4 separate regions of the Mus musculus genome follow, and regions 2, 3 and 4 are each linked to region 1. Evidence: chromatin contacts called from public ChIA-PET and HiChIP or PLAC-seq data. All regions are on one chromosome and are shown on one strand. Each heading gives the region's core, a stretch centred on a gene start, on an enhancer-like site or on the middle of the called end of the contact. The rest is flanking DNA. Distances are from core to core; before and after follow the strand shown. Region 1 holds the start of Zfp341 (zinc finger protein 341). Region 2 holds the start of Ahcy (S-adenosylhomocysteine hydrolase). Region 3 holds the start of Eif2s2 (eukaryotic translation initiation factor 2, subunit 2 (beta)). Region 4 holds the start of Bpifb5 (BPI fold containing family B, member 5).

The links. ChIA-PET counts read pairs in DNA pulled down with a chosen protein or histone mark. HiChIP or PLAC-seq counts read pairs in DNA pulled down with a chosen protein or histone mark.
Region 2: an H3K27ac HiChIP or PLAC-seq map of embryonic stem cells shows a contact between it and region 1, with 9 read pairs. The contact joins the promoter of Ahcy here to the promoter of Zfp341 in region 1. A contact is called at or near these places in 1 of 484 Hi-C or Micro-C datasets (CD4 T cells) and 4 of 115 datasets of contacts at active chromatin or transcription factors (effector CD8 T cells, embryonic stem cells and memory CD8 T cells).
Region 3: an RNA polymerase II ChIA-PET map of memory CD8 T cells shows a contact between it and region 1, with 71 read pairs. The contact joins the promoter of Eif2s2 here to the promoter of Zfp341 in region 1. A contact is called at or near these places in 2 of 39 promoter capture datasets (erythroid cells and neural stem cells), 2 of 484 Hi-C or Micro-C datasets (CD4 T cells and CD8 T cells), 12 of 115 datasets of contacts at active chromatin or transcription factors (the SCID.adh cell line, bone marrow-derived macrophages, effector CD8 T cells and 7 more) and 2 of 9 other capture datasets (adipose tissue and liver).
Region 4: an H3K27ac HiChIP or PLAC-seq map of embryonic stem cells shows a contact between it and region 1, with 3 times the contacts expected there. The contact joins the promoter of Bpifb5 here to the promoter of Zfp341 in region 1. A contact is called at or near these places in 2 of 484 Hi-C or Micro-C datasets (the N1E-115 cell line and cardiomyocytes), 3 of 115 datasets of contacts at active chromatin or transcription factors (all in embryonic stem cells) and 1 of 9 other capture datasets (pancreatic islet).

What each region holds. Positions count from the first base shown.
Region 1 is chr2:154,608,971-154,615,265 of GRCm38.p6, forward strand. It overlaps Zfp341 (zinc finger protein 341), which reads left to right and starts at 4,398. Exons shown (of 15, transcript NM_199304.1): 1 at 4,398-4,432. The coding sequence starts at 4,402.
Region 2 is chr2:155,070,507-155,076,837 of GRCm38.p6, forward strand. It overlaps Ahcy (S-adenosylhomocysteine hydrolase), which reads right to left and starts at 3,991. Exons shown (of 10, transcript NM_016661.3): 1 at 3,859-3,991. The coding sequence starts at 3,886. Gm39966 (a long non-coding RNA gene) reads right to left here and starts at 3,668. Exons shown (of 2, transcript XR_866885.2): 1 at 3,444-3,668; 2 at 538-3,200. Gm45609 (a long non-coding RNA gene) reads left to right here and starts at 4,006. Exons shown (of 3, transcript XR_001783519.2): 1 at 4,006-6,331.
Region 3 is chr2:154,890,151-154,896,771 of GRCm38.p6, forward strand. It overlaps Eif2s2 (eukaryotic translation initiation factor 2, subunit 2 (beta)), which reads right to left and starts at 2,756. Exons shown (of 9, transcript NM_026030.2): 1 at 2,540-2,756. The coding sequence starts at 2,554.
Region 4 is chr2:154,219,967-154,226,598 of GRCm38.p6, forward strand. Bpifb5 (BPI fold containing family B, member 5) reads left to right here and starts at 3,776. Exons shown (of 15, transcript NM_144890.2): 1 at 3,776-3,927; 2 at 4,972-5,188. The coding sequence starts at 3,819. Bpifb1 (BPI fold containing family B, member 1) reads left to right here. Exons shown (of 16, transcript NM_001012392.1): 16 at 215-377. The coding sequence ends at 247. It also overlaps a transcript of Cdk5rap1 not described here.

The DNA of each region.
Region 1 (6,295 bases), core at 3,148-5,647:
CTGGGGGTTGAGGGGTGAAGGCGAACTCTCAGTTCTGTCGGTAACAAGTACCACGCCTTGCTACTTCCTACAGACACCAAAATGTAAGCATGTCTTGCTTTTCAAACACTCACATTCCGCCCTTACCCTGGGATCCAGTTTTGAGTTCTGTCAGAGATGTTAACATTCTGCTGGTAACTGAAGTGCTCACTGTCAAGTTTGTCATTAGAAGATCTTAATCTTTTCCTTTTCCCTAGTTGGCCCTGTGCCTGGATTGCTACATTAGTTGCTTCAGAAGTTCATTGTCAACCAGGTAGCCCAGAGGGACTAGGACATGGGACTGATAGGCATTGTGATAGAGGAAGGGACAGTGGTAATGAGTGGAAGGTTCGTAGAGGGCACAATCTGCCTGGGGGAATTCATTTGCATTAGGGCTTGGCATCCCTGAAGCCTTATTGATCTGTCCCATCCAACGCTCTGGGTCAAGCCTTGAGGTCCAATCAGAATAGATGCAGCACCTCCTACAATTGATGGGCGAGAAAAGAGAGATAACTGCTAACAGCAGGAAATGATCACGATGGGGGTGGTGCCAGGAACTGTGGGCGTTTAGAATGTCGATGCTGTGTTCTGTCCTGTCCTGGAAGATCATGGAACATTTCTCAGGGGAGGCAAGAAGACAGGTTCCTATTATTCCAGGAAGGATAGAAAAACAGCCCTTCAGGGGCAGTTCACAGAACAGCACACAGAACAGATGTGCACACACCCCCGCGTAAGGAGAGAAGTATTGGATCCCAGCACTCAGGAGGCAGAGGCACGCAGATTTCTGAGTTTGAGGCCAGCCTGATCTATAAAAGTGAGTTCCAGGACAGCCAGGCCTATAAAGAGAAACCCTGTCTCGAAACAAACAAACAAACAAACAAACAAACGCACTAATGTGTGGGTAGAGAGATGGAAATTTAGAGGGCAGTTTGATGGATGTTCAATATTTAAAAATGTTTAACTACAACGTGGAATAGTGAGATCAGTCTGCTAACCTTGGGCAACCAGAAAGAGCAGGAAGCCCACAAAGAGAACAGGGAGCCAAAGAGATGCCATCCACAGTAGATGGCTTTCATGATCATAACCACGCTGTCCTAATACTGCACTACCATTTGACTCCAAATGTCCTCCTTGTTTTACCGCAAATAACCTATGTAAGCCTCAGCCAGAGGAATAATCAATACAAACCACGATTTTCCCTCTCCTCAGTATACTCCTAAAATTAGAAAAGAGATGTGCTGGAGCTCCTCTGTTGGAATGCTGCCACCATGCCCTACTAATGCCTCGTCAGCCGTCTGCAGGTTCACACCCTCAAAGCCTCTTCTTGCCCGTGGATTCCTTAGCCCGCCCTAATTATCAAACAATTCCCTTGTCGATCTTTCCTCCCATCCTCAAAGGCAGCTGAGCGCTGCACAAATCTCCCCTACAAAAATCTACTCCTGACAGCTAATCTTCTGTTTGCCTTCAGAACAAAATGTAGAACTCTCAGCTCCTCCCTCACCATGCCTGCCTGGATGCTGCCATGCTTCCTGCCCTGATGATAATGGACTGGACTTCTGAAACTGTAAACCAGCCCCAATTAAATGTTTACTTTAAAAAACAAACTAACAAACAAAAACCAATCCACTCCTTTGCTAGATGTGTTGACAACTTTTGTTTTTTATTTTTCTGAAGCAGGGGTTTCTCCGTATATCCTTAGCTGTCTGGAACTATCTCTGTTGGTCAGGTTGACTTTGAACTTTAGAGGTCCACCTGCCTCTGCCTCTGGAATACTAGGATTAAAGGCCTGCGCCACCACTATCTTGATCTTGTTGGCAACCTTTAATCCTACCACTCCAGAGGCAGAAGCAGGTAGATCTCTGTGAATTTGAGGCTAACCTGGTCTACATAGTAAGTTCCAAGCCAGGCCAGACTACATAGTGAGACCCTGTCTCAAAACAAAACTAAAACCACTACCACCACTAAAACAAAAACACTCTTCACAGACTTCACAGGCCAGGCAGTCCTTTTCCTGTAACTTCTGCAGACCCAGAGCTCACTCCAAATGCTAAAGCCCTTTTTCTACCTTCTTTCCAGGAATAAAACCAGAATTTCTTCTTTTCTATTTTTAACATCACCATTGACCCATTGGCCTCAGATTTTGATTTCTTCCCTAAAATTTCATCTGGCATTGCTTTTATCATTATTATTATCGTTATAATGTATCTGGTCATTTAATTCAACTTTTAATCATTGGGTCTGGAGAACAGTGCAGTGGTTAAGAGCACTTGTTCATGCAGAAGACCCAGGATCCATTCCAAGCGCCCATATGGTGGCTCACAACCCTCCATCACTCCAGTTCCAGGGGATCCAACATCTTCTAGCCTCCAGGGCACTGCATGCATGTAGCACACAGCTATATATGCACATAAAACATCCACACACAAAATAATAGAAGTGAAGATATAATTTTTAAAAATTTACTTGTTTGGGGCTGGTGAGATGGTGTGTGAAGTCAGCTACAGTGTACTTATGTATAATAATAAATAAATCTTTGGGCCAAGAGCAAGCAGAGGTCCAAAAAATTCAATTCCCACAACCACATGAAAGCTCACAACCATCAGTACAGCTATATACAGTGAACTCCCATACATAAAATAAATAAATAAATCTTTTTTAAAAATTACTTGTTTGTTGAGCACCTACGATATGCCAGGTATTGTTCTAGGTTCTAGAAACATAGCCAAGACCAAAAAAAAAAAAAAATTGTCTTCAGTCATAATCTATCAGAAAACATAGGCCATAGACCAGGAAGTAAATGAGGGGTGGAGAAGAGGAGCCATGGCTTCAGATAATTTTTATTCTGGTACAAGGAGAAGCTATGTTAGTCAGGGTAGTTGGTCAGGAAAGGCCTCTTTGAGGAGGTAGATGACCCAAGAAGCAGTGGTGTCAGCTGTTAGGAAGGGTAATGGAAGCTGGAGAGAATAGTAAGTACAAAAACTGAGGTCAAAATTAAAGGTCAAGGGTTGAGGTGGAGCTAAAGTAGATCACCAGCTTAGCATTCATTCACCAGGCTCTGTATGCAGCCCTGCCCTCTTCGAGCCCCACACACTCAGGGCAGCTGACACTATTAAGTGAGACTATTAAGTGAGCCAGCATTACAGAACTTTGTGCAACAGAGGACAGTTAAGTCAGAAACTCACAACTAGTTAAAGTGTCAGTAGAGTGTTTAGCCACAGTAGGACTTCTATCTCATCTTTTCCTCTTTCCAAGACTCAGGCATCATGGTGAATGTCGGGGTGGAAAGATATAAGAGCCAGAGTTTGGGGAGGCCTGGGGTGAAATCGTGTCTTGGAAATGGCAGGGCTACAGCACTTGCAAACTCAGACCAGCTGTAGCTTTCTCCACCTGCACAGGATCAAGCCAGTCATCATTCCAGAATGCATGGATGAGGACCTCACAAATCCCCAGAGGTCTGTCTTGGGAGAGAAAGTCCTCTAAGTGTATATGTAGTCCCTGATAAACCATGTTCCAGTGGATGACCCCACACTGACACACTGATCAATATAATGTACCAGCAGTTCAAATTGGACTTCATGGATTATAAACAAAACTTAGAGACGGCTCAGCTGGTAAAAGCACTTGCTGCTGGACTGAGTTCAGTGCCAGGGTCTCACATGATGGAGGGAAGAGAATCGATTCCGGAACGTTGTCCTCTGATCTTCACACATGTGTTTTGTTGTGTGTCTGTGTGTAGATATATGCCATGTGTGTCCATATACACAAAACAAAATTAATAATAAATGTAAAAACGACGACATGAAGTTGGGAGTGGATCCCCTCCCTATGAGTTTGAGCTAGGAATGGCTGAAATGGTAATAGGGTCGTCAAAGAAATGGGGTCTCAGAGAATCACAGTCGAGAGGTGTGTGAATGGGAATGGAGGTCCCTCCAAAGCTGGAAATTGGGGTTAAGAAGAGCACTGAGGGAATCTAACATAAACTGAGGAATTAAGACCAGAGATAGGAGTCCTTCGAGAAGGCTGCTTTCCAATCAGCGTGGCACAGTTGCAAGGTGTGGGGTGTCCATGTAACAGACAATCTCGGTGAGGTGGGTTGGTGTTGCAACCTTGAAGAAGACTGTGTGCAGCGATCATGGGGTGCGTGTTGAAGAACTGGGGTCGGTGTCCGCGTTGGGAGGCGATGTGCGAGCGCCGGACGTATGTCTGTGTAGAATTGGAACTACTAGGGGACTGGGTCTCCGGCCGGACAGCGGGGCAAGCTGTTTCCGGGGCAGGGGCTTCGGCGTCGGCTCCTGGGCGCCCCCTGGCGGCCCCGACCCCGCCGCGGTTCTCACAATGCTTGCGTAGCCCCGCTCCGACTCCCCGGGCGGCGGCAGCTCCAAGATGGCGCAGGCGATCTTCGAGGCCCTGGAGGGTGAGCGCGTCGGGCCGGGGCAGCGGCTGTTCCGCGTGGCGCCCCCTCCCGCCGCGCCCTCGCAGCGCCGGGCCCAGGGCGCGTGGAGGCCGCGGGGCGGAGGGCGGAGGGCGTCCGGGCCGGAACAGCCGCGGGGCGGGAGGGGGCGGGAACAGCCTGGGAGCGCCGGCTCTGCGGGGAGGGGGCCTCGGGACCGGAACAGCGCGGCAGTCGAGGCCGCCGGCGCGGGAGGGTGCACGCCCAGGAAACAGCCGGGGGCCTGGGCCTGGAGAGACGGCGGTGCGGGAGGGCTGGGCGGCTCAGCTGCCCAGTCGGGCGCCCGAACCACTCAGAACGTCCCGAGACCCACGGTGGCCTCCGGGCTGGGATGTAGTCCTACTAAGTCCAGAGCAGAGAAGGAGGCGCCGCCTGTGTGCACAGCGGAGTCTGGGAGAGACCACCGGCCCAAACCAGTAAACACAGGGCACCCACCGTGCTCCGATCTGAGCCCTGCACGCGTGTGCCTGCTTGGGCTACTCTGGTCTCCGATCGAATCGGATTCGATTCTGTGATCTGCAAGATCGCCGTGGTGCATGGGCCCCAGGCTCTGGAGAAAGGGAGCTCTGAGCGCCACCATGTGCACCTGCTGGAGTTTAACAACAAAGGATGGCTCTAGAGACAGGAGAGGAGTTGGACACAGTAGTAGCCTTGTGGGTGGAGGGTGGAGTGAACAGCCCGAGTGGAAATCTGTGGGCCGGGCCGGCAGAAGGAAACCAAGGCTTGTAGTTCACTAGCTTCTTGGAGGATGAGCTCTCACCTGAGTCTTACCTTTGAAAGAAATCCAGTGATTCTTACTAAGCCAGATTCACTTGTCCTCATCCTCCTTCATTACTACCCCACCTCACCCCGCCGTCAGAATTGTGGGAAAGAATAGTAAAAGAAGGCAATCTCAGGCAGGGTTTGCCGTGCATGCTCATAATCCCAGCGGTTGGAAGACAGGCAGGAAGATCGTTAGCCTCGGCCACATAAGGATTTTGAGGCCAGCTTTGGCACCATGAGACTTTCAAAAACCAATTAGGAATATATGTGTACATACATATACTCAATAACAACTTTTTTTAAAAGGCCATGACTTTGAAGGAGAGTGGAGAGGTTATATGGGAGGTTTGGAGGGAGAAAAGTGAAGGGCGGAATGTCCTAATCAAATTATAATCTCAAAAGTATTAAAAATATCATTGTACAGAAAATAAAAGGGGGGAAAAACCACAAAACAACGGGAACTCAAAAAAGAAGACTGCAAAGGTGACCCCAGCTGGTGTGTTCTGTGAAGAAAATAGCAGGGGTGGTGTGGATCTGGGTGGTCAGTCAGGGTCGTGGGTGTTCGTTCCCTTTTGGAGGACAGTGGGGTATTGCGTGTGGTCAGGTCGTGGGTGTTCATTCCCTTTGGAGGACAGTGGGGTATTGCATTGTTTAAACGTTTCGTACAAGCATATGCTTGTGTATTAGCTAAAGAAAAAATTAAATAGGATTCGAGAAGTGTAGTTTCACTGGCCTTGAAAGGTCCCCAGGACCAAAATAAATAAAATTTCTACGAGAAGAACAGCAGGTGTGTGGCGATCCAAATAAAAGGGCATCGGAAGGACCAGGTGGTGGAAGCCAGGGAGAACAAGATTTCCCATAATTCCCGGTGCAGTGTAGCGGAGCGGCTTGAGAAAAGCCCTCCTCAGATCTGATGAGGCTTCTGAACTTTATCTTGGGATCAGTGTGGTGCTAAAAAAAGGTTTTCATCAGGGGAGCCACATCATCTGATGTATGTTTTATAAAGTTCACCCCGGCTTCTGGGGAATGCGGGGGGGGGGGGGGTATGGTGAAGGGCAGCAGGGA
Region 2 (6,331 bases), core at 2,741-5,240, 460 kb after region 1:
TAACCCCAGCACTAGGGAAGCTGAGTTACAAAGCCTGCCATGATTTTGAGGTCATTCTAAGCTTCACAGAGACCTAGTCTCAAAAACAACCAACCACAAAACCCCACAAAGTTCCCACCTAGTTAGAGCCAGCCCTCCACTGTACCTAAGCCACTGAACCAGGTAGGAGACCGACAGCCACAGGAAGACACCTTGCTTACTACGAATGGGGACCCTGAGGTAAACTGGTGCATCCCAGCAATCCTACATTTTCCCAGTAGGTTTGCTTCCCTTCTCCTCTCCCTAAACATCTTTCCCCATCCATGTTCCCTTGATAACATGACGTCACAAATCACTAAGGGTTCAGAATCATTCACTTCCCATTCACAAACTCCATCTGTGGCTAACTAGACATTCTTGTCTGTTGCAAAAGATGAGCTGTCCCTGGTTCCCCACCATGTCTCACCCCTTCAGATCTTACCATTGCATTGATCACCTAGGTACCCAGGAGCAGGGGCCCCACTAAGGACTCCCTCACTTCTGAAATGTTTTCCTTCCTTGGCATCCGATTCTCTCTTGTGCTTTCCCTCCTACCTTCCTGGCTGCTCCTCATCTGGCAAACTCTAGGAACCCTCAGGGATCCATAGTAGCTCTTATCCAATGCTCGGCATTTAGCCAAATGGCTGTGAATACCTTCCCTGTGCAGATGACGCCCACGTATTTACCGCCAGTGCAAACTTCTCCCAGGAATTTGAGACTCACAATCCAACGGCTGACTCAGCACCTCTAGACTTATGTCCAATTATTACCATCAAGTACGAGCCCTCCAGACTCCTTGGCCTAACACCCTCAATCTTCCCATTTTAGGAAATGAAACCACCATTCAACCAACCACTCCGACCAAAACCTTGTAAAATTTCTCGTTCCCATTTTTTGCCTCTGTCCCATTTTTCTTTTTGCTGGGTTCTTTTATTTTTGAGACAGGGCCTATCATATAGCTTCGGTTGTCCTGAAACTCACTATGTAGACCAAGCTAGCTGCAAACTCAAAAGATAACTGCCTCCCACTGCCTCCTGAGGACTGAGGTTAAAGTTGTGGGTCATCATACCCCCACCTCCATCAGCAAGGTTTTGACTGAGCATCTCACGCTCGTCTAAAGCACTAGTTCTCAACTGGGCCAACAAAGCAGCTTCATGGTCCCCTTTGTTCTCACATAGCAAGTTCTTGGTTATAGTCCAGTGGGAAACTTTTTAAAAGTTTAAAATCCTAACCCTTACCTGGGCTTCAGGCCCCACTCCTGTCTACCAACTGTTTCTATCTCCACTTTATTCTCCTCACTATCTGCTCAGACACACGGATCTCTCCCCCATCGCAGGAATTTAACACAGCCAGTTAACCTGGAAGGTTCATGCCAAGTACCAGGTCCAGTATATGCTCCAACACATCTGAAAATTGAGGGGCTTAACAGATGGCTTAATGGTGAAGAGGACTGGCTGTTCCAGGGTTTAATTCCTAGCAGCTCATGGAGACTCACGACCGTCTACAACTCCAGTTCCAGAGACCCAACACTTTCTTCTGGCCCCTGTCCACATCACATGCACGTGGTGCATAGACCTACACGCAGGCAAAACACCCAGACACATATAACAAAATGAGAAGGAAAAAAAAAAAACCTAAAAATCGGTGGACTGACTCAAACAGGGGTTTTAAAATAAATCAGGACTTTACTGTCAGTGAGGTAGGTCACCTACAGAGGTTCAAAGGTGGTGTTATTTGATGACCAGATTTCTCTTTAGAAAAGATTCTACTGGCCAACTGTAGCAACATGTGCCTATAAACAGTGCTGTGGAGGCTAAAGGAAGATGGAATTCAAGACCAGCTGAGGCTCAAAAAGCAGGAAAACAAAATGGGAGCAAGGAGATCACAGACCTGTGAGGAGAGATGAGACTGGGGACTGGTAGCCATGGAGAGAAAAGTGGCAGATCTCCTCACATAAAACTAACACTATACCATACGGGCCTATCTGTCTCAGCCGTGTGCCTGGGTCTCAATACCTCCAGTGACCAGCAGGCCCTGGCACAGAGGAGTCAGAAAATGTCTACCGGCCATACCAGCTGCAAAAAAAATAAATAAGCAAAAATTCATGAAGAGATGGTACAGGACAAGGAAAAAGAAAAAGAAATAATGAATGAAATAGAGGGGAAAAAGGAAGGAGGGGGCTGGAAAGATGGCTTGGTGGTTAAGAGCTCTCTGGCTGCTCTTCTAGAGGGCCTGAGTTCAAGCCCCTGCACCCACATGGTAACTGACTACTGCCCATAACGCCAGACGGAACTGTGGAACCCTTTCTAAACCCACTTCTTCAAAATAAGGAGAATCAACTTGAACCTGAGCCCAAGGATCATAGGAAATGCCAAACGAGTAAGGTCTAGCATACAGCATACCCTACTTGATGGGCAAATCATGCCTCCACCCTTACACAGGCAAGAACCCAGCCTTATCTTCATCCATACAATCTGTGGTCCCCCCCTCCCAATCTTCATCCATACAATCTGTGGTCCCCCCCCCTCCCAATCCCTCCCTACACAGTATGTCGAGCCTCCATTCTAGCTCTTCCGCCAAGACAACACTGACTTAAACCTCTCTGGGCTTCAGTCTTAGCATCTACCCAGTGGAGACAATAAACTGCCCTGCTGGCTGATTAACTATCTTAATAAGAATTTGCAAAGCCACTTCCCTAGGTTCCTGTGTAATGGGATAGCATTCATCTCCCTTTGAGGACCCTTTCCAATTTAATAGAGTATTGAAATTATTTTAAAAGCTAACCAGCCTGAATTGCTTTGTTTTTCTGTTTGTTTGGTTTGTAGTTTTGTTTTGATAGGGTCTCCCCATCTTGTCCAGGTTGGTCTGGAATTCACTGTATGCCCAGGCTGACCTCTGAAATGAGCTGATCGATTCCTTGGCCTCAGTAGTGATAGCAGGGCTGGGATTACAAGCTTGTGTCACTAGGCACAGTTTGAATTGGATTGTGTTGAAATTCCATTAGGGTTGTTTCAAGTGTATTGCCTTGTATACAGACAGCAGTGGAAGAGATGAGCTTAGAGGTCATGATGTCCTGAGTCCAAATTCTAACCAGCTGCTTTCCAGTTACAAGATTCTGGGAAAATGCCCTTTATACCTCTGGATATTCATTGTAAACATAAAACCGTTCCTTCCATGGAGAGCTACAATAATAAGACGGGTTAGTCTAGAATAATGCTATAAGGCAGTGCCCATCCCACTGTAAACGCTCAAGTTAAGGTGTGTTTACTCAGACAGCTTTCTATAATCGGGACAAAACGAACAGTAATTTCTAACCACTCCAAATTTTCTAGACATCCACTAGATATCCCAGAGATTGAGCAGATGGGACCCTAAGTTCCCGTTGCACCGAGACTAGCCGTTTCCAGGCCTCTCCTCATTAGCACCTAGAACACTGATGCTCTCTCCGGCCCTGCTCAAGGCCCAGAAGACGGTGGGCCCTTGCTAGGGGCCACCCAAGCCGCCAAACGCCAGGGCCAGGGTCTGGGCCTCTAGGGCCGCTTCCCAATGGCCAGTCTCTCCGACAGGAGCACGCTGCCCGACCAAAGATCACAGCCCGCGCTGCCGCTCTGGGCGCCTACCGCGGGGCACGCCGGGACTTGTAGTCCGCGGCCGTTTCCCACTCCTGGCTCTCGGCGGCGTGTGGACTCCAATCCCCGGGCACCTGCGCGGCCAGGCCAGCGATTCTAGGGGTCCCGGGGCGCCCCGAAGCCGCCACCTAAACAAGACGCAGGTCGGTACTGACAACAAACCCAGGACGGGAGCCGAGTCGCCACGGAGGACTGAACCCTTGGGACTCACCGACTTTGTAGGGCAGTTTATCAGACATGCTGGCGGCGCTTCCGCTAGGACTGATGAACTCAGTGAAGGGGGCCGGGCGGCGCGGGGCAGGGATCTACGCCTGGCGCCGGCGTCTTTAAATATCTTCTTATTTGAATATTCATGAACCTGCTGGGGGCTGAAACTTAGGGGCGGAGCCTAGCTCGAGGCGTTGAGCGGAGCGGGAGCAAGGCTGATCTCTGCCTCAAAAATCATAAATTTTGTGCACTGTGGCCTTTGGACCCCTGGCACTCGACTAGGAGGGAGCGTGGAGAGAGGCGGTTCTTCTCCCATCCGTCCAGCCAGTGAATCAGAGGTCAAAACAAGGCAGAATTCTTAGACTCTAGCCAATTTACTAACCTGAGCCTTAACTGCTTCAATTGTAAAACTCTTGCAAGATCAAAGTAAAGAGCTGGGCCTAGTGGTATGTGCCTGTGAATCCCCACTCTGGAGACAGTGTCTGAAATCTCCCGCTCTGGAGCCAGAGCCAGGAGATTTGTCACAAATTCGAGGCCAGTCTGCTCTATCGCTAATTAGTTCCAGGCCAACCGAGGCTACAGAGTGAGGCCCTATCTCAAAAACAAAGAAAGAAAAATCACCGGTTGCAATTGTGTCACTCTCTCCTCCCTCTGTTTGCCTTTCCTTGCTCGCCCCCACCCCCTCCTCAACACCTTCTCATTCGGTAGTCTTTCTTGGTGATTCACAGGCTGCTCACATGGAAATGACTGCGGAGCTATCCGCAGGAGCATAGATAACTCACCAATGACTATACACCTGAAGAGTATGACTTCTCTCTCAGCGGCTCTCAGCGGCTAGCTTTCAGGAAGGAAACCAGGCCCCATGTTGTGTGCATATACCATCTCTGGGGAGTTCAGTTGGCCCCTTTGTAAAAAGTTGGCCTCCGTTGGACTTATCTGTCTCCTCATGGAGTAACAAGGAGGGTCACAAGACCTTCTCCTGGGTGTCCAGCTGCACCCTACCTCCTGTTATATGCAATTCTGCCTAAACTGAACATGACCTCAGGGAAGGACTAGAGTATGTAGTCAGGGAAGTAGGTTCCAGCTACCCGTCTACTGGCGAGGCCCTCATCCCTGCTGGTTGAGGTGTGGTCTCCAGCTGTGGTCTTTGGGGAAAAGCATCATTCATACCCCTATCTGGTAAGTACCCCCTGACCTGTGTATGCGTTGTCAGGAAGCTCACTGACCTCACCGGTTCCCCCAGAAGGATCTTCCGCAGAATCATACCTCAGTTTATTTGGGAGGAGGTGTAGATTTTGCTTCTGTCTCCTAGGAGGGAATTTTAGCAATGTCCCGGGACACCTCCCCCATCCATGACTGAATGTTGCTGGGGATCCAGTGTTGTGCAGGTCCTGGGCAAATAGCTGCAGTTGTGAGTTCTGATTGCAACGGCCATGCCGTGTGGGTCCACAACCCTCCTCCCCTCCATCCAGTTCTTACGTTCTTTCTGCTCCTCCTCCTATGGTGTTCCCCTGAGCTTTGAAAGGGCGTGATATGATCTGAGACAGTCACACTCAGCACCTCGACCAGCCATGGTCATTTGCATTACCTGTCATTTGCTACAAAAGGAGATTTTTCTGACCAAAACTGAGGACTGTGCCACTCTGTGACTATAAACAAATATTTAGGAGACAACATTTAACTCAACAGTAGTAGGCTCCTCCTGAAGACCTACCGTTTCCCCAGCTATGCATCTTTGACTAGACTCACAGTAACAAGTATAAACTCCCTCCTCTCTCTATCTTTTGTCTGTCTATCTGTCTGTTTGTTTCAGCCTATAGACCAGGATGTAACTCTCAGCTACTGCCCCAGCACTGTGAGTGCATCATACTCTGGAAATATCCCCACCATGCCCCACCACGATGATAATAGACTAATCCTATGAAACTGTAAGCAAGCCCACAATCAAATTCTTTCTTTTAAGAAACAGAGGAGTAAATTCAGTGGGAGGTGGAAAGAGACTGGGAGGGAAGGAGGGAGGGAAATTGTGGTTGGAAGGAAGGAAGGAAGGAAGGAAGGAAGGAAGGAAATGATGTATTTATTTTTAAAAAATCTTAATTTTACAAGAGTTGCTTTGGTTATAGTACCTCTTCATAGCAACAGAACAGTAACTAAGAAGTGTCTAATTCTGGTGGACAACCAATAACAGTGGCAACAACCTGTGTTATTTTAGGAGCCTCTGGAGCCTGCCTGGACAATAATTCATAGGAAAGTATCACATAACAGGCTGTCCTGGTCAGGTTTTTGTTTTTTTTTTTTTTTTTTTGGTTGGTTGGTTGGTTTTGGTCTTGTCAGTTTGACACAGGGTAGAATCGTCTTGGAAAGAGGGACCTGAAGTGAGTCAATGCCTCCTCCATTCATATTGCCTATAGGCAGGCCTGTGGAGGCATTTTCTTTCTTAATGATTGACATGGGAGGACCAAGCCATCTTGAGTGGT
Region 3 (6,621 bases), core at 1,506-4,005, 280 kb after region 1:
TATGTTCCTAGAATACTTAACACATGTTTAACATATTAATACTTATTTTTGTTCACACATCCCTGTAAAATAGTTGCATAAGGAAACCAGAAAACCTAAGTCAGCACCCAAAGCAGAACTCCCCAAATCACAAGATCACACTTGCCAGCTTGAGATACACATTAAGACTTTGGCTTAAAAAGTTTCATATTGAGGCTGGAGAGACTGCTCAACAATCAGAGAGCACTGGCTGCTCTTTCGGAGGATCCAGGTTCAGTCCCCAGCACCCACAAAGCACCTCACAACTGTTCCAGGAAATCCGACACCCTTACAAAGACATATGTGTAGGCAAAATGCAAATATACAATTCACATGAAATAAAATAATTTTTAAAAAAAGTTTCCTATCAAGCCTCAGTTGGGGGCGCACACCTTTAATCCCAGCAATTGGAGGCAGAGGCAGGTGTACCTCTGAGTTTAAGGCCAGTCTCATCTACAGAGTTCCAGGACAGCCAGGACTACACAGAGAAACCCCGTCTCAAACAACAACAAAACATTTAATTTTTTTTTTTACTTCAGTTTTGTTGATGCCTAGCACACTAAGAATAAGCCATCCTCAGTCTTATCTTTACTGTGTGTGGTGGACGGTGAGGGGGGCAGGCAGGGATGTTGTCCTCAAACTTGATACTGACATACTTTTGAGGAGAAAATATCTTAACTTGATGGCAAATTTGGATCAGCTGGTTATGGAGTAACATTTCTCAAAACAATAAAACTTTAAGGCCGGGCGTGGTGGCGCACGCCTTTAATCCCAGTACTTGGGAGGCAGAGGCAGGCGGATTTCTGAGTTCGAAGCCAGCCTGGTCTACAAAGTGAGTTCCAGGACAGCTAGGGCTATACAGAGAAACCCTGTCTCGAAAAACCAAAAAAAAAAAAAAAAAAAAAAAAACTTTAAACTAGTCTAAACATTACTTCTTCCTACACCATACTTTACCACAGAAGCAATAGACAGAACAATATAACAATACACAGGTAGTTATTTTTAAGTTACGAAGTTTGGTTACTACATGTGTTATCTATTACCTCTTACTACCCATAAGCACTTTACCACAGAACACCACAGCTGTATATAGGTAGTTATTTTTAAGTCTGGAACGTGAGTAGAAATAAAGGCTAAACACTTTCTGAACTTTTCTAACACATAATGCAGTAGCAAAGAGCAATGTCTAACGTGTCTTTCAAGCAAGAAACATCTATCTCTTCCAGAGTTTAGTGAGTTTGCAAGAGCCTCCTAGTCATTTAGATGAAGGCATACTGCACAGAGCTGGGATTCTATTACTAGCTCAGGCACTTGGAATTTTATTAGAGGCACTGTACAACTCTAAGCTCCAATTGGCTCATCTCTAAAATGGACTTACAGGAATTTATTTTACTGAACCCTGGAAACCAACTTAAACTAGAACTAGTTCCCATGAAACAAATCTCTAATTCCTTAATGTAGTTACCTAAGTCCTCCATAAACTAACCAGCATCTACTTCAACCAAACTAGTGAATACTTCACTTTCTATGCACTTTCTCCCTTCTTGACCATAAACGCCTTGTGATCAGTTTTCTCATTGGTTGAGAAAATTCTGATCATTTCTAGAGCCCATTCAAAAGCCAACTCTGCACAGAACCTTCAACTATTCCTCTTACCCCTCCCCTAGGCCTGTAAGTCAAGTAAGTCACAAATTCTTCGTAAAGTACTTCCTTGGGGCTAGGATTAGGCTTCTAGGCCCAATGCTAAGCAATATCTAAGCCAAGACCACTCTTTTTTCTTTAAAGTCATTTAATGGTATGTGAACTAGGATAAATCTGGAAAAGGCAAAACCCAAAAAGATTTAAAAGAAAAAAAAAAGACACAATAAAACGGGGGACGGGGCTTGAAAAATTCTGAGATCCAAACCCAGTCAGTTTCACAGCCGGACCTTCCTGCTCACCTCGCCTGTAAAGGAAACTTTGGGACTCGGGCCCGAAAACTTTTCTCGAAAGGTGGTCACTTCCTGAGACTTAAAATATCTTCTCCTCTGGCTCTTTGGGTTCCTGTCTTAAGAAATAAGGCCTCGAGCGGGAAACGGGAGCGAGATATCCGCCCGGAAAAGGCAGCCTACAAAGTTTTAACCTCGGTGCTCCACCGGAACCGAGAGGGGCCTCGCAGGGCACCCTGACCCCTCAGCCGTGAGAGCCGAGGCGGCTATGTGTGTGAGGAAAGGAATGCCGGGGCGGCCGGGCAAACTAACTCGGCATTCAACCCCTTTCCGAGAGGACGGCTCAACACGCTCTCCATTCCGAAACGCCGATCACCGTGGGAGACAGGCCTCGCCGCCGCCCTGAGGAGAGCCGAGGGAGACCAAGTCTGAGGATCCAGAGTCCTCGCCGGCTCCACAGCTCCGGGACGCCTAGGCCGGGCTGCTCCACATGGCGGCCGGCTACAGCTAGGCCGCAGGCCCGGCTTCTCACACAGGTGTGGGTTCGGCTTCCTGCCTCAGTCCTTAGCCCTAACTCCAGCTCAGCCTCTCACCTCGTCCCCGGACATGGCTGTAGTTCGAGCGGGTTCGGCAGGGATGAAAAGTCAAACCGGTCGGCTTCACGGCCCGGAGTCAGCGTAGCTCCCACCGATACTTCTCACAGCACCGCACTAGGCTCTTGCATCAGCGAAAGGGAGCGACACCCCGCCCTCCTCTCAAACGTTGGAAGTGCGCCTGCGCAGAGCTCGCCAAAGCGCAGGCGTACAGTAAAGCCAACCTTACGTGCTTCTCGTGGCGCGAGTTATTCGGCGACTCCCCGGCGCCGGGCATACTGGGACTTGTAGTTTGGCTAGAAAAGACCGGCGCTTGTGCGCTTCGGGAGTTTCGAGGGCGTGCACGACTGTTTTAAACATGTCAGGATGTTCGGGTTCTTGTGCTGCTGGTTACCTAAGAGGTTCGAAAAGTGCTGTGTTGCTTGTAAAGTGAATTTGGGGCCATTTTTCAGGTTTAACTTAGTGGAAACCCTAATATGAACCCGTGGAGCTGAGTTCACGCTTTCCCCTAGAATCGGTCTAGTATTCGAGGAATGCACCTCAGTAGAAGCGTTTCACTTCGTGAGAAGTTTAACCTTCTAGCTTTTTACTTCAGAAGATTCTTCCCTGGTTTTCCATAGTTAGACCGAGGAACGAAGCCGTCCTCTGAGGAGAAACAGCCCAGCAAGCTACAGTCTGTCAGGAAGCTTCGAAATAGTCTTAACTAGCTCAATAAAGGGGCTATGTTGAGAAATGTGTAGAGTAGGTAATTAACTTGTTGACGAACTTCATACCATATAAGTAAAGACACTACAACGTCCTAGGCGATATAATCATCTGGGACTATTAATTATGTGTCCTTTTTTGACTAAAGCTTCCTTATATGGTACATGACTCCTTGTTTATGGAGTCTTTGCTAGACAATTCTGGATGTATCATCTATTTTCCCTGGGGAGATACAGCTGCCATTTAGGAAGGCCTCGGAGTATGCGCTTGTAGTTAAAAAACAAAACAACAAAAAAACACCTGTGTTTGTAACCACAGGGAACTGCAAAGCCCCACTGTTTGAAAGAATGCTCAGCTGGGGCGTCAGGTGATCCACTCAGGTGACTGAAGGGACTGCTCAAGTAAGTAGATGCTATCAGGAGATGAGAGTAATTATCAAGTTTTTAATGCTTCTTGCATAAAAAGAATCAAGTGAGGATTAATCTATGATTAGTGAAAAAAAGCCCTCACGTTAGAAGAGATGGGGAAAGTACTTAGTGATTTTTGTAGTTGGCAAAATGTTCTTCTTGATTGATTTTTGTATTCATACCTGATTACTGAGTTTGTCTTTGTTTTGGTCTACTGGAATTACAAAATGGTCTGTCTGAGCTGGGTGTGGTAGCACTTACCATCCTAGCTCTTGAGAAGTAGAGGCATGAATATCAGAATTTCATAACCAGCCTGGACTACATAAGATTTTATCTTTTTAAATTAATCAATTAATTGATTAATATACTTTACATCTTGACCACAGTTTCTTCTCCTCCCAGCCCCTACCCCCCATTCACTCATCCTCTATTTCTCTTCAGAAAGGGGAGGCCTTCCATTGATATCAACCTGCCCTGGCATGACTCGTTGCAGTAAGACCAGAGGCATCTTATCCTATTAAGGCTGGGTGAGGCAGCCCACCTAGCCTCTGGGAAAGGATCCCAGAGGCAGGCAACAGAGTCAGAGAAAACCTTGCTACGCTCTCTGGTCGAGTCAACTGGACAAGCCGAAAGGCTTAAAAGTCACTCATGAGGCAAAAGAGTTTCAAGGAAGCTCTCCTCCTGGAGTCTAGTGTTCTCTACCCATACATTAATTTTTCATTCCCGAGTTCCATTACCGCACTAGTCTAGAGTTGGATCCACGTGTGCTCTCTTTCAGTATTTTCCTATAAGTGCTCTGACATGGCTAAAGCCTTCCGCCAGTGTTCCAACAGTCCAAGGGCATCCTTGACCAAGATCAAGGGTTTAGAATTCAGCAAGATTGTAAAAGCTAAGTCACTCCCTTACACAGGAATTTACCATCACTTAAAAAGAAGGAAGTTTCAGACCAAAGGAGAAACCAGAATAGATACTATAGCAGAGTTACACCCATACACACGTATTTACAATGGCCTAAGGAGAAGGTAGACTATACAAGAGACTAAAATAGGAACTGTGGCAAGGACGGGAAGCCCTTGACCCTGGCTTCTAAGATTAATGAATTTTAGGTGGAGCCCTTGTTGATCCCAGCTGTTATCAATATATTCTATCCTGGGTGGTTCCGGTTAGACCTTTTGTGTTTGCATTCCTCTGTTTTATGTAAGATTCTGGTCACCTCAATTGTACCTTGCGAATATGTCACCCAACTTCCTTATTGTCCTCTGCATAAAAAGTCTGATGCTCGAGTTGTAAAATTACATTCAGATTCCACACAAACTCTCCTGCGTGTGTGTCTGTCTGTCATTCATCCAAGCTTTGCCCACCAGCGTCGAGAGACCCCGTTCCACGCAGACATAGGGACCCAGAAGGTCTGCAGCAAAACCTATTACTGTTGTTCGGAGTCCCACATGAAAACCAAACTACACAACTATAACATATGTGTAGAGGGACTAGGTCAGTTCTGTGGCAGGCTCCCTGGTTAGTGGTTCAGTCTCTGTGGCCCCTAGGGGCCCAAGTTAATTGATTCTGTAGGGTTTCTTGTGGTGTCCTTGACTATTCTGTCTCCTACAATCCTTCCTCCCCCTCTTCCACAGGATTCCCCAGGCTCTGCCTAAGGTTTGCCTGTGGGTCTCTGCATCTGTTTCCATAAGTTGCTGAATGAGGCCTCTCTGATGACAGTTATGCTAAGTTCCTGTCTGGGGTCCCTGGTGCTGGAGTGACCTCTAGGAAAGCAGCCAGAGTTGTGGGCCAGAATATGGATCCCGAGAGGATGGGGTGAGATCTTGTCTTAAACAACAACAACAACAAAATAAAGAAACAAACAAACCAGGCAGTAGTGGCTCTCTGAGTTTGAGGCCAGCCCAGTATACATAGTGAGTTCCAAGACAGCCAGGGCTACATAGAGAAATGCTGTCTCAGAAACAAAAACAAAAACAAAAGATGGCTTTAGTGTCTTCTTACTGATCGTTTTGCTGTACACTAAGTATAAACTTATTGTTGTGTTAGAATCTTGGCTCACCCTAAATATTAATTAAATTAAAACAATGTTCTATGAAATCACTTAGTTCGGGCACACACTAGATGAAAACATCAGCACAGCTGCCCACTACCCGAGGCTGTTCTCCTCATGCTCTGTAATCCTTAGTATGTTCTCTGCTTTAGGCCTGAAGACAACTGAGTTAACCCACAAATATTTAGAAATACTTCCTGCTGCACACCTGTCCCTAATCTAGGCAGAGCACATCCTTGCCTCCAAGGAACTTACAATTTAGCAAGAGAGATAGTTTATTAGCCCCATTGTCCAGATGAAGAAACTGCTTGTAGAGCATTGAAAGTGTATCCACAGTTAAATACAGACAACAGAAAAAGTGAACCCCTGACAGTTTGATACTGGTGGCTATTCTTTTACCTTGAGAATCTGAATTGCTGCCACCAAACCACAGTCGTCTGTAGCTACTAGCATCTATGCATAGCAGGATCTCTTACCAGCAACACTATTGGCAATTTGAACAAGACAACTCTGTTATAGGTTGATGTTCCCTGCATGGAGGCTATTCAGTACCTGGTCAATATCCAAAGATGCCAGGAGCATACTCCCTCCAGTCATGATATTACCTGATGTCTCAGGGGGCGGGGGGGGGGTGCGAGAGGCGGGAGGGGGGCTGGGATAAGCATCACCCCTGGTGGAGAACCAGTGATAGACACATCTTTTCTCTTCCTAGGTTATTGAGATCCAACAAATATCCCTGGCTAGTCCTCAACTTGCTGAGTGGACAGGTTTTGAAGAGGAGAGAATGAAGCTGTGGATGGAGTTTCAGCAAAGCCTGTTCATTCAGAAGATAAAGACTGAACAAATGGGAAAATAATGTAGAAATAAAAGGGAAAGTGACAGAAATGGAGAAAGGGAATTCACGGGAAATCACCTTTTCATAA
Region 4 (6,632 bases), core at 2,526-5,025, 390 kb before region 1:
GAATACTTTGCCTGGCCACAGATTGCTGGAAGATACTACTGTTCACATACAAACCCTTCATTTGATCCTGTTATGTGCTCTGCACAAGTGTGTTCCCCCACACCAGGTCTTCCTTCATGGAGGACAACGGTAGGGCAACCCCAAAAAAGCAGGAAGTGAAAACCAAAGCAAAGGAGAAGGAAAACTAACCAGCTTGACTCCCCTTCCATTCCAGGGTGCCCTCAAGCTCACTCCAGCCTCCTCCTAGAACCCTGGCTCCCCGCCCCTCCTGATGAAGACCTGGACAGTAGCAGCCAGCCCCGGCCAGGTCCCAGCCAGGAGTGTGGAAGCCTACTGTGTAGACTACCCCCCTGCAGTTAATAAACACTTGCCCGTGGCTCCTGTTGTCCGGGTGTCTCTGTCCAGCACAGGAGTCACTCCACCTCTGGCAGGCCTGGGATGTGGACAGAGATGTGAGGGTGGGGTTCTGACACCTCTGAGCCAACCTGAACAGGTCTTTGTCATATGGAAATGGCATGACCACAGAACAGTAGCTGTGGCTGGGATCGCCTCCCTTCTGGATGGCTTTTGGATGGGGAGACACACACTTCATATGGTGGGTCCTATGTTCTCTGAGCCCTATGGTTCTGGAGACAGACAAACAGGATGTGGCTTCTCCTAGGTGGGCTTCTGTGCCCTACTCTATGGAGTGGGGAGAATCATGGTTCTCATCTTGCAGAGCTGAGTGGTAGATGGAACGAGGCACTCAGCCAGTGGCTTCATGGCACCTCAGGGAACACCTTATCACCAAGACCTTTCCTACGCAGATACGCATGACAGCCACTGTCTCCGAGGCTTCCCTGAAGCCCCACGGTTCTGGGACAAGACAATAGGCATCTGTTTGTTTAGCCTGGGTTGTTCCCCACACCCAGCCACAGCCTTCAGTCACACAAGAGCCCTTACAGGAAGACAGGGGTAGTGTCTGGGAAGGGACAGTATTCAGTGCCAAAGCACGTTTCTGCCAAATTTCCGGTGTGTAGTGCCACCTGGTCACCGTAAGGCGATTTGTTCCACCCCCATGTGATCACCAGTTTTGAATGTCAAAGATGAAGACATAGCTATGGCCAAGGCTCCTCAAGTCCCTCATCCCCTGGTGGCAGATGAAGATGCCCAGGATCCTTATTCCCCGGGCAAGGGACAGCTCTGAGGTCCAATCTCAGCTCTGGTTCCCAGGCCTCCCACAGCAGCTGGTCACAGCCTACTCGCCACTGTTGTGTGGGTCATCTCCAAGATCTACTCCACTCACATCTGGGTATCAGCCTACTGCGGGTACCAAGAACATTTGTTTCATGTCAGTTACACCGGAGGGATCTCAGAGCTGACCCACCACCTACCTTCCCCACAGCCTAGGCAGCACTCTGCCCTCACCCAGCAGCATGTCGCTGCCTCCTCTTCCAGGCTCCTTCCTCATCCACTCTCTTCTGTGCCCTACTTTCCAAGGGAAAGAAGACAAACTGTCTCTGCGTTGACCTGCATCTGGCAGGACCCTGAGACTGCCATCCCTGACCCAGAGACAGGAGACCCTAGCTAGGGGCAGGAGTTCTCAAGTCCCACAGGTAGGGCTCTGAGCCTCTGCATCCTTCCTCAACAGAGAGAGTAAAAACAGAAACAGTAAAGAGAAAATTCCAGGTTATATCTTTTAAATTGTCCCTAATTGACACCCATCTATGACCCTAGCTCCTGAGAAGGCTGAGACAGGAGGACTACTAGTTGGAGACCAGCCTAAGTTACATCACAAGACCGTGTTTCAACACAACCCAAGTCTTGAGCCTGGGGAGATGGATCAGTGGTGAGGAGCGCTGGCTGCTCTTCCAGAGGAGCTGGGGTCAGTTCCCAGCACCCACGTCATGACTCACAACCATCTGTATCTCCAGTGCCAGGGGATCCGGTGCCTCCTTCTGACCTCTGTGTGCACCAAACATATGTATGCTCATAGTGAGACAAATACAAGCAAAACACCCACACATTAAATTAAATTAAAAAAAAAAACTCACTCTTTGAGATGTAGAGGTGGATCAGAGATTAAAAGCATTTACTGCTCCTACAAAGGGCCTAGAACCTACATCAATCAGCTCACAACCACCTGTAACTACAGTTCCAGGGACTCTGGTGCCCTCTGACTGCCAAAGCACATGCCCACACGTGGTTCACAGAATCTCATGTAGGCACACACACACATACATACATACATACATACACATAAATTTTTTTAAAAATCTTAAAATATAGAACCCAGTCTTCTCTAACATATTCCATCAAATCTGTGAACTTTCGCTGACAGTTTGTCCTGCTGGCTGAAGGAAGCGCTTCAGAACAAGCCATGGTCAGCCTCGTGCTTCCTGTGTGCTTCCTACGTCTCTGCTGTCTCCTGGAACTCTGTCTTCCACCAGTTCTCAAGCCTGAGCATCCAGGTGAAAACTGGAACTCCTGAGGGAAGGATGGGAAAGGAAGGGGAGAGATGATGTAATGATATTATAATCTCAAAAGAAAAAAAAAAGTTTAAAACAAAAAAGAAAAGGAAATTGGCGCTAACACCTGCCCTGCTTGCACCCTGAGTTGAAAGGAGAAAATTCTGTTGAAAATCCCACGACAACTGGGGACAGCTGTTGGTGGCTGCACCACCCGATAATGAAGGAGCCATGCTCACATAGTCAGGGGCATGCAGGAGCAAGGGGTGCTGGGTTCCCACAAGACAGGGACTCCATAAAGGTAGGTGGCAGGCTGCTCTGTCATGGAACTGCTGTGGCAGAACCAGCCAATCTCTGGGTCCTTTCTGGGCCCCAGCATCAAACCCCAGCTTCCTCTGGCATCCTCTGGCATCCTCTGATATGCTACCCAGCCCTGATGGAGGTGCTTACTCCTTTGTGTCTCGGCTCCCTTATGTATAGAACGCGCATGATCATAACGGCTTACTAAGCCTTCCTGTGCACCAGGCCTGTGCTTACTACTCCACAGTTGCTGCCCCGCTGACCTTCACCATCTCCCCAAAACCACGGTAGGTTTATCGTATTCCCAGTGAGGCTTAGAAGGAAACGAACTCGGCTTGTTCTCCATTCCTCAGCTCTTTTAGGACCTGTCTGCAACTTTGGTGACCACATCTGAGTAGAAATGATTTAAGAGCCTAGGTGACATACACAGGAAGGACATGGGAACAGCAGGAACAAGGTGGACATTACCAGCTTCATCAGGCGCCTCACCAGCTCACACATGCACACACACACACACACACACACACACACACACACACACACACACACACACCCTTACCACCTTGGGATCTATGCCAGTCACATCTTTAGCAGCCTCTGTACTCCACACAAGAGGTGGAGATATGCCAAAGGAAAAGGGCCCAAGCCCAGCCCACTTCCTCCTTGGGGTCCAATTGCCACATTCTGAGCTTGTTTTCCTCCCACCCCTGCCTCAGTAACAGGCTCTATCCGTTTTGGCCAAAAGCCCCTGGCTGCAAAGTGCCAAGAGAAGTGAAATCTCCCGCTGAAGAATTGAGCATGCCAAGCTCTGGCCTGGGGCCTTGGCTTCCCACCATGTGCCCACCCTTCACTTCAGAGCTTGGTGTATACGAGTAGTCCTTTAAGAAAGCTGGTGTCACAGGCCTGAGAGAGCTGGATCCATAAGGGAGTCAGGCCCCGCCCCGCGCAGGAATGTCAGAACATCAAAGGATGGGGGCGGGGCACAGAGTGGGGTCACGGGGCTGCGGGCCCCTCGAGAGGACTTAAGCTCTCACTCCCCTGGCCAGCCGGGGCGCAGGCTCTGAAGCAGGGATGCTGCTGCTGTGGGCACTGCTGTTATGCTGGGGGGTGCTGCCCCAAGCCCGAGGGGCAACCCACACTCATCTCTTCCTGCGGATCAACAATAGCCAGCTGGAAACAGGTGAATCTCAAGGAATGAGCTTGAAGAAGCATGACTTTGGAGAAGGCAGAGCAGTGGACAAGAGCTCTGGGCTTCTTCCCCTCTGGTGTCCATTTACCAGCTGCCCACAGCTGCCCTTGCCCCTCCTCTGCTCTCACACTTGCTTTGCCTCCCTCTTGCCATGAGCAGTCCTCACCCTGTCATTCAAACCCTCCAGTGTCTCCCTTGCCTCCTCTGCCCACCACGTAGAGGTCACTAGAGGTCACGCTGCCTCTTTGGCTGGTGTGGGCCCATCCCCCTTTCTCTCCTTCTCAATGTAGAATGCTCTGACTGGGCTTGGCAGACAAAGTCCTTACCACCTCTCCTGCAGAAACATCCTCTGATCTCCCTGTAGCAGTCAGGTCTCTCCTGGCTCCCACTGCCCTCTGGTAAAACCTCTTCAATGGCCTTATCCAGACATACACCTGCTAACCTGTCTGCCTGCCTGCTGTTCTCCCTGCTGCTTGTCTGCGGGGCGCTTCTTGTCACAGCTTGGGGATCTGTGACCTTGGAGGCATTTGCATGGGCTGCTGCTCTCCCTAGACTTAGGTCTAGCTGAGTTCTTTCTCCTTCTTGGGGTGTCTGCCCTAAGCCTCCTCCTTACAGCAGACCCTCATGTCCAAAGCAGGCCCTCCACACCCCAGTCACACTTAGAGTCTAAGTGTTTCTCTGTAACACTTCTAAAACTTACTTTACTGACTGGTATGAGTTCTAGTTTGTCTTTCTCCCTGACTGCCATGTCAACTCCAGAGCAGCAGCAGGAGCCACGCTGTTCCTTAAGCCCAGCAGACTGACCTATGGGCTGAGCTAGGTGGCAAGGCAAGGCTGAGCCAGGACAATGACTTAAGCACAGGAGTTTGAAACCAGCCTGGGCGATACATTGCGATCTGAGCTCTGGTCTCCTCATAAGAACTTGTTGCTGAATGGCTGTCTTATCTTCTAGCTGGGTTCAGGTGCCAGTGGCTATTTGCTGAATGGCTGAATGGACCCTGAGGAGTTTTTTTTTTTTTTTTTTTTTGTCCCCAGACATCTCAAATCTATTATCAGAGAACCAGGTCCTGGAGGGTATGATCAGGATGGCTGTGACTGGATCCCCAAGTGAGGGTGTGTCTGTCATGGACTCCCTGCCCTTCGTCAGAGAGGAGCTCGTTGACAAGAAGAGTGGGCTGGATCTGTCATTGGTGGGGGACCTGCTCTCTGGGAAGACTATGCCTGAGCTGAAGAAACTGCTGACGACAGCCGGGTGAGTGGCCATGCGGTAGCCTGGGCCTCTCTTCTCCCTCAGGCCTTTCCCTGTCAAGCAGAGGAGAGGTGGGCAGGCAACCTGGGGTCCACAGCATCTCCTCAGCCTTGAATGCACGAAGCAGGTCCTCCTACTGTGTGGCTACCTTTCCAGACCTCTCCAAATCCCTCTAGGAAGGAAGCAGGGGCTTCCCCTCTGTGGTTCCTCAGTCAGTCCTATGCTTTATAAATTTGAATAATGTTTCCAAAATAGCTTCTGTTAACCGCCGGCCTTTGGATGACATGAATATATCTCAAGATTCAAGTTTCCCAATTGTGTGGTCTTGTCAGCACAGCCACACTAAAGTGTCCAGAGCCAGTGGCCTCCCTGTAGAATGGAGGCCAAGACAGGGGTCTTCAGCTGCTTCCTGGAAGCAGGGCTCAGCCTTTGCGCCTAGCATTCACTAACAATCTCTGATGCTGGTACCAGGTGCCTATTGACACCTCATGGGGCATCCTTGGGTCCAAAGTCCCTTTCTCTAAGAACACAGCCATGTTGGCTTATAGTCTAGCCTGCTCTAGTATGACTTCTAATCATGGCCCTTACTAATCATGCTGGCAGCCAGTGTCTTTCTAAATAAGGTCACGTCCTGCAGTACTAGAGGCCAGGACTTCACCTTGAACTTGGACGCAGGAACATCTGGCCACACCTGTCCTGACCTCCCACCCAACAAATGTTAGTGTCAGGTCTACAGCCCCTTAGCTGGTCCCCAGATGCCTGCCATGCTATCTGCTCAGCCCTGAAAGCCCTGAGTTGAAGCCTCCTAGTAGAGCAAGAAGCCACCTAGATGAACGGTACTAATTTTGGTTGGAGACGGGTTTCTCTTAAGGTGACCTGCACAGCCATAGGCTCAGCTGTGAATGCATGAGTCCCTCCCCAACATGACCCATAAGACCTAAGACTCCAAGCTCCGAAATGGATTTTCTGGTGGGAGTAAAATGGAGAAGTCAGGGAACTATAGTGTGGGGACACGGCCCAGGGAGGCTTGGGAGGTAGCACAGGCAAATGCCACCCCAGCTATGCCACATGTTGGTACTGTCCACAATTCCCCTACCCCAGCTGGGTAATCATGCCATGGCTATAAGCCCACCCTATTCCAGGACATGGCTTGGGAGGAAGAAAGGACAACACCGCATGAACTGATCCTAAAAATATCCTCCAGGCTGGGCAGGAGGGTCAGAAGTTCAGTGCTCAGCTACATAGGAAGTTCGAGACTAGCCCAGACATACGAGACCCTGTTTTGAAGCAAACAGGGAAAGAACTCCTTCCAGAAGGTTCCGTGCTGGTGGCCAGGTTCCCCTCTGTGACAGAACATGTTGCTGCCAGCCTTGGTGGCTCCAGAGGAATCCGTAGCTGACACTAGTGTCCACAGTGCAAACCTGACCCCTCCAAGCCAAGGGAGGAG